Regions from separate parts of the Drosophila melanogaster genome. Here region 1 is linked to region 2. Evidence: chromatin contacts called from public HiChIP or PLAC-seq data. All regions are on one chromosome and are shown on one strand. Each heading gives the region's core, a stretch centred on a gene start, on an enhancer-like site or on the middle of the called end of the contact. The rest is flanking DNA. Distances are from core to core; before and after follow the strand shown.

Evidence for each region. HiChIP or PLAC-seq counts read pairs in DNA pulled down with a chosen protein or histone mark.
Region 1: an H3K27ac HiChIP or PLAC-seq map of the Kc167 cell line shows a contact between it and region 2, with 4 times the contacts expected there. The contact joins the promoter of stas here to the promoter of CG8611 in region 2. A contact is called at or near these places in 6 of 107 Hi-C or Micro-C datasets (the Kc167 cell line, the S2 cell line, cellular blastoderm embryo and 2 more) and 1 of 6 datasets of contacts at active chromatin or transcription factors (the Kc167 cell line).

Annotation. Positions count from the first base shown.
Region 1 is chrX:17,626,131-17,631,870 of dm6, reverse strand. stas (Stasimon) reads left to right here and starts at 3,976. Exons shown (of 4, transcript NM_132997.3): 1 at 3,976-4,442; 2 at 4,631-4,931. The coding sequence starts at 4,421. It overlaps CG8326, which reads left to right and starts at 2,379. Exons shown (of 2, transcript NM_132998.2): 1 at 2,379-2,530; 2 at 2,600-3,707. The coding sequence starts at 2,448. The coding sequence ends at 3,515. It overlaps corolla (corolla,), which reads left to right. Exons shown (of 4, transcript NM_132999.3): 2 at 54-344; 3 at 502-689; 4 at 742-2,080. The coding sequence ends at 1,809.
Region 2 is chrX:17,419,933-17,425,736 of dm6, reverse strand. It overlaps CG8611, which reads left to right and starts at 3,592. Exons shown (of 5, transcript NM_176749.2): 1 at 3,592-3,754; 2 at 3,814-5,801. The coding sequence starts at 3,695. It overlaps CG12994, which reads left to right. Exons shown (of 3, transcript NM_144231.2): 2 at 2,373-2,665; 3 at 2,733-3,417. The coding sequence starts at 2,611. The coding sequence ends at 2,881. It overlaps CG46464, which reads left to right. Exons shown (of 3, transcript NM_001382168.1): 2 at 2,373-2,665; 3 at 2,733-3,417. The coding sequence starts at 2,939. The coding sequence ends at 3,094. ENGase (Endo-beta-N-acetylglucosaminidase) reads right to left here and starts at 2,146. Exons shown (of 4, transcript NM_132987.2): 1 at 1,881-2,146. The coding sequence starts at 2,112.

The DNA of each region.
Region 1 (5,740 bases), core at 2,727-5,226, 210 kb before region 2:
TAATGCGCGAATCTCCAAGTAAGATTTATACATACATGTTTCTGCTTGTTCAGTTGTAGGGCCGCGTTTGGAGCAGGTGCTATTCGACCTGACCTTGGTCAAGCAGTGCGCCTTGGTAGTGGAGGATAACGGTGCCGGTATGGCACAGGCCAACACCATGATACAGGACTGTATGTTCCAGATCACGCGAATTGAGGAGCTGCTCGAAATGGCCGGGCTGCAGGACATCCTCTACTACACGGTGCATCGCAAGGAGCAGGAGTTCCAGCGCAAAATTAAGCTGCAGGAGGATTTGGCCGAGCAAGAGAATCAGCAGAACACAATCCTCGAATCGCGCAGCATCGGTAAGATTTTGTATGAGGTATTATTGAATACGGAATCCATTTGAATGCTATATAATCATAAACAATAAAAAACATTTTGTTTAATATTTTTTACCCTATGTGATAGTATAAGTTCATTTGTGTTATTTAAATGATTCTCAAGTAGCTTCTATTTCAGTCCAGGAATTCCGAAAAGAGCAAGCCTTAAAAAAAGAGGCAGATAAGGAGCTAGCCTCAGTGGACGACCAACTGGACCAGTCGGATCGCGAGTGGACAATTACGCTGAGAAGTATGACGGATAAGCTTAATAAGAAGATAGTCAGCGTTTTACAGATGGGAAAGCTGATAAACGAATTGAAGGAAGAGGTGAGTAGCTGCGAAATATCCATTCCAAGTGAATAACTTTTCCGTTTTTCAGTTGCAAAAAAGGAATTTGATTAAAACGGGTGTCACTAAGGGCGCTGAACCAAGTTTGGCTGGTGTTCCATCCGCTAGCACCATTTCACCATTTCAGTCCGCTTCGGATTTCCTCAACAACTTCATCTTTAAGAATATCAGACCAGATGACAATAAATCCATGACGAGCGTGAATAGAGAGATCACTACTAAGAAGCTGGAGACTCCTCTGCGATCCATTTTGATCAAATGCAAGGAGGTCGAGTCTGTTGCCATTTCCAACTCGCCAACAAAGCAAGTGCGTTTTTCTCCCTATCCAGAGATAAGCCATATCGAAGAGGAGAAATTTGAGAAGACCGATTGGCTTTCTCCTTCAGAAGAGGCAGGTGTCCCAAATGCGGAATTAGAAGAGGACAGTGACGAAATGGAGGCCACAGACGAAGATTTTGAGGAAATATCAGAAGAAGAATTCGAAATGGCGCTGAAAGATGAAGGATTTGAGCAGGAGGTAAAAGTAGAAAAGTCAGAAGAGGTTTTGCATCTAGAACAGGATAGATATGATGAGAAATCTGGCTCAGAAGTCGAGGAATCCGTATCGGATGACAAGGAATCCGGAGGGGAGGCTTCAGGAGAGGAGGAGCCGGCTGATGCGGCCAAACAAGTAAAAATCGGCGAAAACCCGAAGACTGATGAGCAGCTATCCAATGAAATTTCCGATAAACCACAAATAATTAGAGTCGACACTCTCTCTCCCTTCAAAAACATATCTTCCTGGGCCAGCGACGATATACCCAGCACCTCCAAGGGCACTCTTAATCGTTTTACTGCAACCCAGTTTATGAACTATGGTAGCAATCGCGATGAAAACGAGGCGCCGCCTTGCAAGCGACTAAAATTGGAGGAGGAGGAGTTCCCAATGAGCCAACCAATGCCGGATTACTTTAAGCATCCGTCGTCCACATTCAACAACTTTGATGATCAATCACTTCGATTCAGCTCGCCCCACAACAATTTTGACGATGATTACCTGCTGAACTTCAGCGATGATAATGATGTTACACCTACTGCCGCCTCGGCGTACATACTTTAAATTGTTAACGTATTTTGGTCAAAAATTAATGTATGTTCTTTATAAGAACGGACAATTAATTAATATCCAGATACTTATTCATTCATTGCCATTTGCAATCAAAAAAAATTTCACTTCAGCTAAATTATTTGTAGCTTTATAATGAAATTAATTTGCGTACATAATATGCATATGTACATTTAAATCATACGTATTCAGTTCGAAAGTGCCGTTTCAGACTTATTCTTCATTTTGTCGTTGCTTATAAACTAATAAAACAATAAATTAAGACAAATTCGTGACTTTAAATATTTAATTTTACTGCAAACAGTAAATTTTACCACTTGCAATAAAATACTTTTCTCATTACAGCATATAAATCTTTATTAAAAATGTATATTATAAAATAGGGGAATATGAAGACTACTTAATACAATACATAGTGTAAAATACATTTATATATTTAATCTAATATATATTTAACTTTAATATTTCATTTGTAATTCTGGGCGCCAATGGTTTGAGTCCAAGCTTTAATCGATTTGGTATATTTATGGTTTGTTTTGGTATTTGTCAGCATGCATCGCGCTTAGTATTTTAACCCATGCTGTCGATACCACGAGTTTGTTTTACAAAAATTGAACCAAAACCCAAAATAAATGGCTCGGAAACGAAAGATTCCCGTGCGCAAGCACCACGGCGTCCGTGATCCCCTCAAGCAGCTGGAACAGAAGGAGAAGAAGTTTGTTCATAGTGGCAAGTCAGTCGAAAAAGGCAGCTAAACTAATATCTGCACCATTTCACATTTCAGACTTTCCAAAGTAACGAACAATCCGCCTGTGAAAAAGGATGAGCAGCAGGTGTCCTTTAAGTTCCGTCAGTTTCAGCAGCTTGCCAACGCCACCAAATCGGGCAAGAAGCTAAGATTGGGCGAAATTGGACGGGAGGATAAGCCCAAATCCTCTCCAGGATCCAAGCCTGGCAGTAGTTCCTCCTCAAAGGAAACGCGTAACATCAAGCAGTTCGCCAACGAAACGGACGAGGATTATCTGCGCCGAGTGAATCGCATGACCAATGCATCCGTACGGGAAGCCCACTACGAGGCCAAGTATGGTGTGAACGTGATCAGAAACCCCAAAACCGGGGAGATTACTGTCCAAAAGAGGCCGAAAAACGAGATCGACGAGCTGCTCAAGCAGAAGCAAAAGGAGCAACGGCTGGCGGGCAAAAGGGGTCGCAAAAAGGTTCAAGTCGTACACAAGCCCATGGATGCGAAGACCAGTCGCGAATTGGTGAAGAGGGCCTACAAGGAGGCCCAGCAAGAGGTTGATACCGAGGAGAAGCAGAATGCCGGGCCAACAGAATTCAAACAGGATGCTGTGGCATTTGGTGAGATCGTCCATGCCCCACCTTCCCTCAAAATCCTGCCGCGCAAAGCGGAAAAAAGTGAAACCGTGCCGCGTCCAGGACGCAAAGCCAATCTCCTTCTAAAGTCCATGCTGAATCCCGACCAGGGTCAGTCAAATCGTGGGCCGGAGGACGACGACAGCAGTCGACTAAAGCTGGCTGCCCAATCTAAGAGCGCCTTCAAAGCACCCACCAAGGCCCAGATGAAGGGCAAGCGGAAAGATCTGCCCTTGGCTACGAGGTCAATGCTTGAAACCGAGCGCAGCAAAATGGTTCAGCTATACCGTCAGCTCAAAAACAAGACAACAGCAGATTCCTAACAGATTCTAGACTAGATACCAACGTACTTTTTTTTTTACATGAAAACAAGTTAACCTAATCCCTTAAGTTTCGTGAATGCGTTTGCTACCCACTGAAGGTCGTAGTTTCATTATAGAATGTTAAATATATTGATGAGATTTTTATTAAATCTATTTTCATACAAAATAAAAAGTGCACTGTTTAATTCCACTATTTCTATCAGTATTTCATGGAGGTGGTAATTAATATGGAGTCTTTTGGCAAAAAGAAAAAGGGCACTATTATGTTGATATTTATAGATACAAAAAAAGTACTTCACTTGCTTATGCAGACACTCACATTTTTTTATTTACGTATAACATTAAAAAATATAAATAAAATTTAGAGAAACTAAAAAGTGGCGCTAAATATGACAGTATGACCAGATTTTATTAGAAACCCACGTTCAGTTTTGTGCGGTAGCTGTGTACACGCTTGGACTTAATCAACACTGCGCCTTCGGCCACACTGGTCGTGACGGAAATTTCTGAAATTAATTTATTTTAAATTGACTTTTAAGCGTGATCGTTCGCCGAAAAAGTCGGCTAAAGTGAAAAGCAATAGAAAAAATTTAAAAAAATTGCTATTAGCGCAGTAGTCAACTACAATTACTCTAGTTAACGCAGTTTTAGCCAACTTCCTATTTTTTTTATATTGATTAAATTCATTGTTGTAGACACACGCACATACACATACGCATAGGCACGCGGATAGAGAGAAGAACAACAAATTGTGACTGGCGCGCAAATAGGCACACAAATAGCATTAACAATTGATAAATAGCCTAGACGCTAAATGAGTCAATCGTGAATTAAAATCGGATATAGAAGGCTTATTAAATTTTCCTTCTTCAACTCGGGCTTACGTACATCGTGTCAAAGCCACAATGTCTTACTGCAGTGGTGTGGGTGAGTGTGCTGTTTTAGTTGTTTTTACTTATCAGCTGAGCGAAGGAACGGTGATTAACCCGCAGCTAGTGCGCAGCCCGTGAAGCCAAAAACGACTATTAACCCTTAGTCCGTGCATTCTGTTCACCACCACCACTTCTGCTTTGGAATGCATATTACATCTGCATGTCTCTGTTTTTTTTTTCTAGCCATTTCCGCTGACGAGGGGATTACAATGCGCAATGGCAGGGCAAAGGCGCTCCAGGAACACTCCCCGGATCAGGTGGCTACTCCACTGTTGCCACAGGTGCCGCCACAGGAGCAACAAGATCTTAATCCACAGCAACAACAGCAGCAGCAGCAACAACAACAGGCCACTCCGCAAAAGCAGGCCATGTCCGCAGACGAGAAGAAGGCCACCAAGAAGTCCCTGGTCATCGTAGCGGGCATTTTTGTGGCCAGCTTGGTCACCATGTGCTATGTGTACGCCATATTCCCCGAGCTCAACGCGTAAGTGGGTCTTTCTGGTGCTAAAGCGCCACAAATGTGTGTCCCCTGCGCATTCGTGCACCTGTAAGGTGTTAAGTGGCCTCCATGTGTGTGTGTGTGTATGCTTAGCTTGTCTCGCTTGATTTGCGAGCAGAGATGTCGACCAATGATCCGCTTAAAATAGCTAGGCTACATCCAACTATGATTAGATATGCTAGGTAGTCATTTACCTAATGCTAGTTATCTCCATTTCGCTTCTAAAACAATATTTTATGTTTAAATATCATAGATATTACATTTGTAGGATGTAAAACTCTTATTGCAAATACTTATTATTGGCTAGATCAGACATAACTATTTGTATGTAGTGAGAAAAGGGCCATTTAATTGTCCAAATATTTACTATAACAGCCATGTTAAATAAGTAACTTAACTCAAATGTCACGCTTTGCATAAGAAAAACTTTCTGCACACGATTATTATTATCTTTAAACTTTACCTAAAGCGGATTGTTATTTGATAGTCTGGTTCTGTGAGTGAGTAAACTTATTTTGTTTAAAGTTCAAGACGTTTGTGTACATATACTTCTATCAATTTGAATTCATCAGAATTTGATTTGCATGGAATCAGCAAGTCAGAGAACAATCTTTGTTTTTTTTTTGTCAAATTTGATCAGCAAACGTAACGTGTTGAAAACTATAAGTGCAGATCCCTCTAATCTTTTTCAAAGTCCCTTGGCAGACCCATTATTCTTATTGATAATGCTGTGAAATTTTACTTATCTATTTTGTTGTTCTTTTTTGTGTTCGTGCCTTTTCACTGCATTGGCA
Region 2 (5,804 bases), core at 2,343-4,842:
AATAAATTCTGTAATTCTCCATAATAAAAAGCGTTATACTTTCCATATTCGAATACCCATTAAACGTGAATAAGTGAATTTTATAACCCAATTACCGGCGTTTAGTAGCATTTTTACAACGCTCGTAGAACGAGCTGAATTTCTTTCTTCTGCATTTTCCGCATAAGCACTTAAAGTTTTTCAATTTTCGCATTCGCCACTTGACCCGCTGAATTTGTCACGGTCAAACTAGCGAGCTGGTTATTATTTCCGCCAGATAATTTCAATGGCGATTAAGTGCAGCTGTTATGCAAATTCTTGCTCCAATTAAATAATAGTATCCAGTGTCATGAATAATATAAAAGGTTCAGTTTAGCTGAGATAGTGGGGGAAATTAGATATCTTAACCTAAGAGAGAGTGTGAGAACTCTAAGATACATGCCGTGAGCAATTATCCTGTTATATGCCTCACAATATTAACGAGTAATCTATCTATATTTATACAAATGTATTGCTGCTACTTAAAAGCAAGAGATAGTTGTGGAAATAAGCAATCTTAATGGGATTGTGCAGCAGTTGCTAACCAGAAAGGATTGCCGGTCTATAAATACCCCAGACAGCCATTTAATCATGAGTCGAGGGGTTAGTGTGGGGTTAAGTTAACCCATGCTGGCTGCAGTTGGCGCTTTTCAATTAGCCAACGCCGCCGGGAACGTCAACTGCACTTAATGCGCGGTTAAATAACGGGTGAACGCTTTATTTTCATTACCACGCAGGCAGGAGTTTCCTTTAAAGTTCGCAATTTTCCGGGGGGAAAAGCGAAAACAAATGATTCAGTTATCGCCCTTATCGCTGGCGGTCCAAAAAACTCCCAACTCCCAACTTTTGTGTTGCACGATTTTTGGTACGTGAGCCCTGAAAATGGCATTATATTGGATTGCGATGCGTGGCATAGTATGCCGTTTTTTGGACATGAATTATTCAAGTCGAAAGCCGAGTTAAAGCCACTTCACTAACGGGTTTTCGGTTTGGGCCTGGTCAAAAGCGACCTTCGCACTCATTTCGATTGCAGTTGCAGTTTCTGAATGTGCAGCATGGAAACGGAAGGATGCGCTGCTTCCTGTTGTGTTTGCTGCTGCACTGCGAGAAAATTTAGCCAGTTAGAGGTTTCTTTCAAATGAACCATGGCCACAAGGGCTCATTTCGGTGCGCAGTGCTGTTGTTTTACACCTTGAATTTATTTCTAAGGCTTATGGATGCGGTGCAATTCGTTTTTCTCAGTGTGCTTGGGCGAAACTTTTTGCAACTGCAGCAGATATGGCAGGGAAAAGGACGACAGGCGTGACGTTTTCAAGCAATTTGTGCCTGGGCGTTACTTTAATCTATCACGGATGCCAGGATATGGATTCTGGCCAGGAACAATCCCTGCATACGAAATGATCCAAAAGTCTATTACTATCCTTGGTCAGATAAAAGGGACACGCTTAAAGGATTCATGATGAACAAAGAGTGCTATTGCTTATGTTCGTTCAACTTTAAAGCGAATGATAACTTCGGTAATCTTAGCAAATTTTCTAGTTTTACTGATCTCTAAATCTCTAAAGTACACTATTTATAGAATGACATCTATGTACATACCAAGAAAACGTATTTAACAAACAGAAACATTATCACTACTCAAATTATAGAATGAGTAATAGAGAGCTTTAAAGATAAGGTTGTTATTATGAACTAACAAAAACCCATGTCGCTTACTCTATTCAATTTTTTTTTTACTACTTTAAAAGTAGTAAATAATAGTTGAATATATTTATTTCAATAAAATGAAAGTTCACTTTTCCCTAAAAAACAAATAGTGCAATAGAGACTGATATATGTGTCAGAGAAAGAGATGGACTTACAGCATCTACAGGTGTTCTTGTCTTGGCACTTTTCGCGTTGCACTGTCTCTTTCTCGCATGCTACCTCCTTAAGCTCACCCCCTCCCTCTTCAGTTCTCTTCTTCTTCACGGGAACAACTTCTTCTTCTTCTTCGGTGGTAATGCCGGTGATTTTGTCATTTTCGCTCGCTTTATCATTGTTTTCCATCACTTTGCTGATGCTTGCCAGTTCCTTAGACTCCAAACTATCCATCTTACAATTTCCAACAATTAATTTTGACCTGAAACTCCACAAATAAGCAACAATCAAATCGTCGAAAACTAATATGTTTATTTACTTAAAAACAGCTGACAGCAGTGCTCTTTCTCTTTCTCAGCAGTGATGTAAAACGGGCAGAGCAGTGCTGCAAAACACTACAGCCCGCGCAAATTTGAATGGCACTCAAAACGCGACAAAATATCAACTTCAGCAATGATTTTACTCTAATTTTGTTTTCTCTTCGCTAATTTCAGGTCCTGCTGGCGCCACCGAAAGACCTTGAGAAGCGAAGAGTGCGCCTGCACACATAAATTCCAATTAAACAAGGGCAAAGAAATTGAAGAACAGAAGGAGAAACCCAATAAAATATCCCAACCAGCTGCAATAGCAACAAATAGCCCGTTGAAACTTTGCTGGCCAGCGAGCCAAGTAGCCAAACATAAATAAAGGGCGCGCACATTTATTTATTACTTGACCCGAACTTTTCGCAAAATGCCAGCGGGTCGAGTGGCTGGCAAGGCCGGCTACTCCAATCACTACTACAATGGTGGGTTCTGTATGTGGATTATTCCCCTAACATTGATTTATTGTATGTTATGTTATGTTTTCTCCAGGACGCTCCTATGTGGGCATCAACGAGGAGATCATGTGGGTAAGCATCGGCATGGGCGTGACCATAGTGCTCCTGATCACGATCGCCTTGTGCTACATTGCGCGCGAGAAGTGCCAGAAGAGGCAGCGGGAGTACTACGTGACCGCATAGTTGTTGTACGCGGCCTGCCAAACGACGGAGCAGCAGGGGCATACCCGGGATGAGGTCATGGGCATGGAGGAGGGAGCTGGCAAATCGCAGAGCGCTGTCGGGGTTCCTGAGGCCAGTCCCGGGGGAGTATCACCATCGCCAGCAGGATCACAGGCAGCCGTCACCGTCATGCATTGGTCTGTGGTCGACATCTGTGCCCGCAGCTGGGGCTGACATGCCCACATGGATGTGAAAAACGAAGGAGAGCAGACACCCACGTATGTAAACCACCAGGGCCACCCAGCCGCCAGACCACAGAACCACCAGCCCATTCCACCCAGCACCACCCACCAAAAACCACAATTACTACGGAACCCCATGCGCTTCGCTGCCCAAGGCAGTTGAATGCGTGAAACTATTTTTTTTTTTTTTTGTTGGTCGTCGTCAAATGTCGCGTGCGAAACTCGTTGTAAGCATATTATATTTAGAGAAAGTTACTTTAAAATACAAACATGTTACTGAATTTGCCAAATACGAAATATATTAATATACAATATTAAATATAACGGGCTCTTGTGTTTTGCCAAATTCAACTAAAGATGTTTAAACGATATATTGTGCAATTTGAATTTAGCGCTTATGCTTCTTTTTTTCCTCATCTGGCAGCGCTATGTGCTTTTCTATGGGTAGCACTGGCGCGCTAACAGATGTAACCATACCTTTTCGCTGTGAGTGGCAAACGAAGAAGAAGAGCCACGCACGTTTTATTCAATTCGTTATTATTTACAAAAGTTTCGCGATTCTTCTTTGGTTGCGAGCATCAATTGTGCCAAAATGGTGGAAAATATATCACTGAATGTTACTGTAAAGTCGTCGGCTCGGAAAAATCAACAGGTTAGTGGCTATGTCTATGTTATTCAAGTGGTGTTTATATATTGTATATTTGATTTCAGCAGTCGCCCGCGCTTTCGGTTAAAAAACGTGCACAGAAATCCCAGGATTTCGACTTTCAATTCAATGTGGACAAGCCCAAAGTCAAGGCAATCGTTGTGCGAAGAAGGGCGCCTCCTTCGAAAGTTGAACCTACAAATTCATCAGTTCCCAATACCACGAAATCGCCGACGCCTTCAGTTTCCTCCAGCAAATCCGCAATTTCCACTCTTTCAGCATCCCCCAAAGCAAATGCATCCAACGATGATCTTATGTTCAATGTTAGCCCAACGAAACCACCTGTTAAGAGCGTTTTAGGCGACGATTTCATGCTAAATGTGACCACAAAGCCGGTGGTTGCCCAGAAAGCCAAGCCAAAAATCACACGAGCCGAAAGATTGGGCAAGAAACAGAGGCAGGGCAAGCCACTGACGAAGCTCAGCGAAGAGCAGATCACGCGGGCGCTGAAGAGCAACAAAAAGCCAAAAAATCCAAATCAATTACCCACGCCCGGTGACCTTTTCCGCGCTCAACTGGAGGAGGAGAGGCGGCAAAAGCGTCGTGAAGAGGGAGGAGGGGATCAGGAAGCCAGCGCCGATGAGGAGGATGCGAAGAACAACTCAGGAGGGGGATCTCCGAGGGTAAAACCGAGTTCAGCCGTTAAGGAGTCCAAAAAGTCATCAGATATTGAGGATTCCGGCGAATCCGGCGAAGAATCTGCAACATCCGATGAGGAACCAGATGAATCCAGTGCACAATCTCCTGGACAAGAAAAGGAACCCAAACAAACCGCGAAGAAACCACCGAAAGCCGAGGAAACCTCGTCCACAAACCGTTTTCGCACCAAGAAGATCGGCCTCTTCGACCAAAGCGACGTGGAGGCACTCAAGCAACTGGGCCAAAGAGCGGTGAAGCCCGTCAAGGAGACCATCTTTACAGGCTCTAAAATATCCACGTTGGGACTGCATCCTCATGCTGTAAAGAACTTGGAGGATCTGCTTAGCATTCGAGAGCTAACTAGCGTGCAGCAGAAGACCATTCCCGAAGTTCTCCAGGGCAAGGATGTGCTCGTACGTTCGCAGACGGGCTCGGGAAAGACCCTGGCATATGCTCTACCCTTGGTGGAACTGTTGCAGAAACAGCAGCCACGGATACAGCGAAAGGATGGCGTGCTGGCCCTGGTGATTGTACCCACCAGGGAGCTGGTGATGCAGACATACGAACTCATCCAGAAGCTGGTCAAGCCGTACACATGGATAGTGCCCGGTTCTTTGCTGGGTGGCGAGAGCAGGAAAAGCGAAAAGGCCAGGCTAAGAAAGGGCATCAACATACTGATAGGCACACCTGGTCGTCTGGTGGATCACCTGCTGCACACGGCCTCCTTCAAGCTGACCAAACTGCAGTTCCTCATACTGGACGAAGCAGATCGCCTGCTGGAGCTGGGCTACGAACGCGATGTCAAGCAGTTGGTGGAGGCCATTGACAAGCAGCGTGCGGAGTGCGAGGACAAGGAGCTTCCCCAGCTGCAAAGGATGCTGCTGAGTGCCACTTTGACTTCGCAGGTCCAACAGCTGGCCGGTTTGACCCTCAAGAATCCCCTGTACATAGACAACAGCGACGAGGCGGCGAGTGCGGCGCTGAAGAGCAAGGATGGCTACCAAAAGGAGACCATAGAAGCCTTGCTAGAGGTGGACGACGGACTGGGCGAGTACCAGGAGGATGTGACGGGTGTGCTGAGTATTCCCGAGAACCTGCAGCTCAGCTATGTGGTGGTGCCGCCAAAACTACGTCTGGTGGCACTGTCTTCGCTGCTGGCCAAGGAAGTGGACGCCAGTCCCAAGCAGTTCAAGGCGATTGTGTTCATGAGCACCACGGAGATGGTGAACTTCCATCACGACATGCTCAACGAGGCGTTGACCAGGCGAGTTCTCGACGAGGAGGACGAGCAGGAGAAAGGTGATTCGGATGACGACGGCGACATACCTTTACTGCAGGGTCTGCGCTTCTTCAAGTG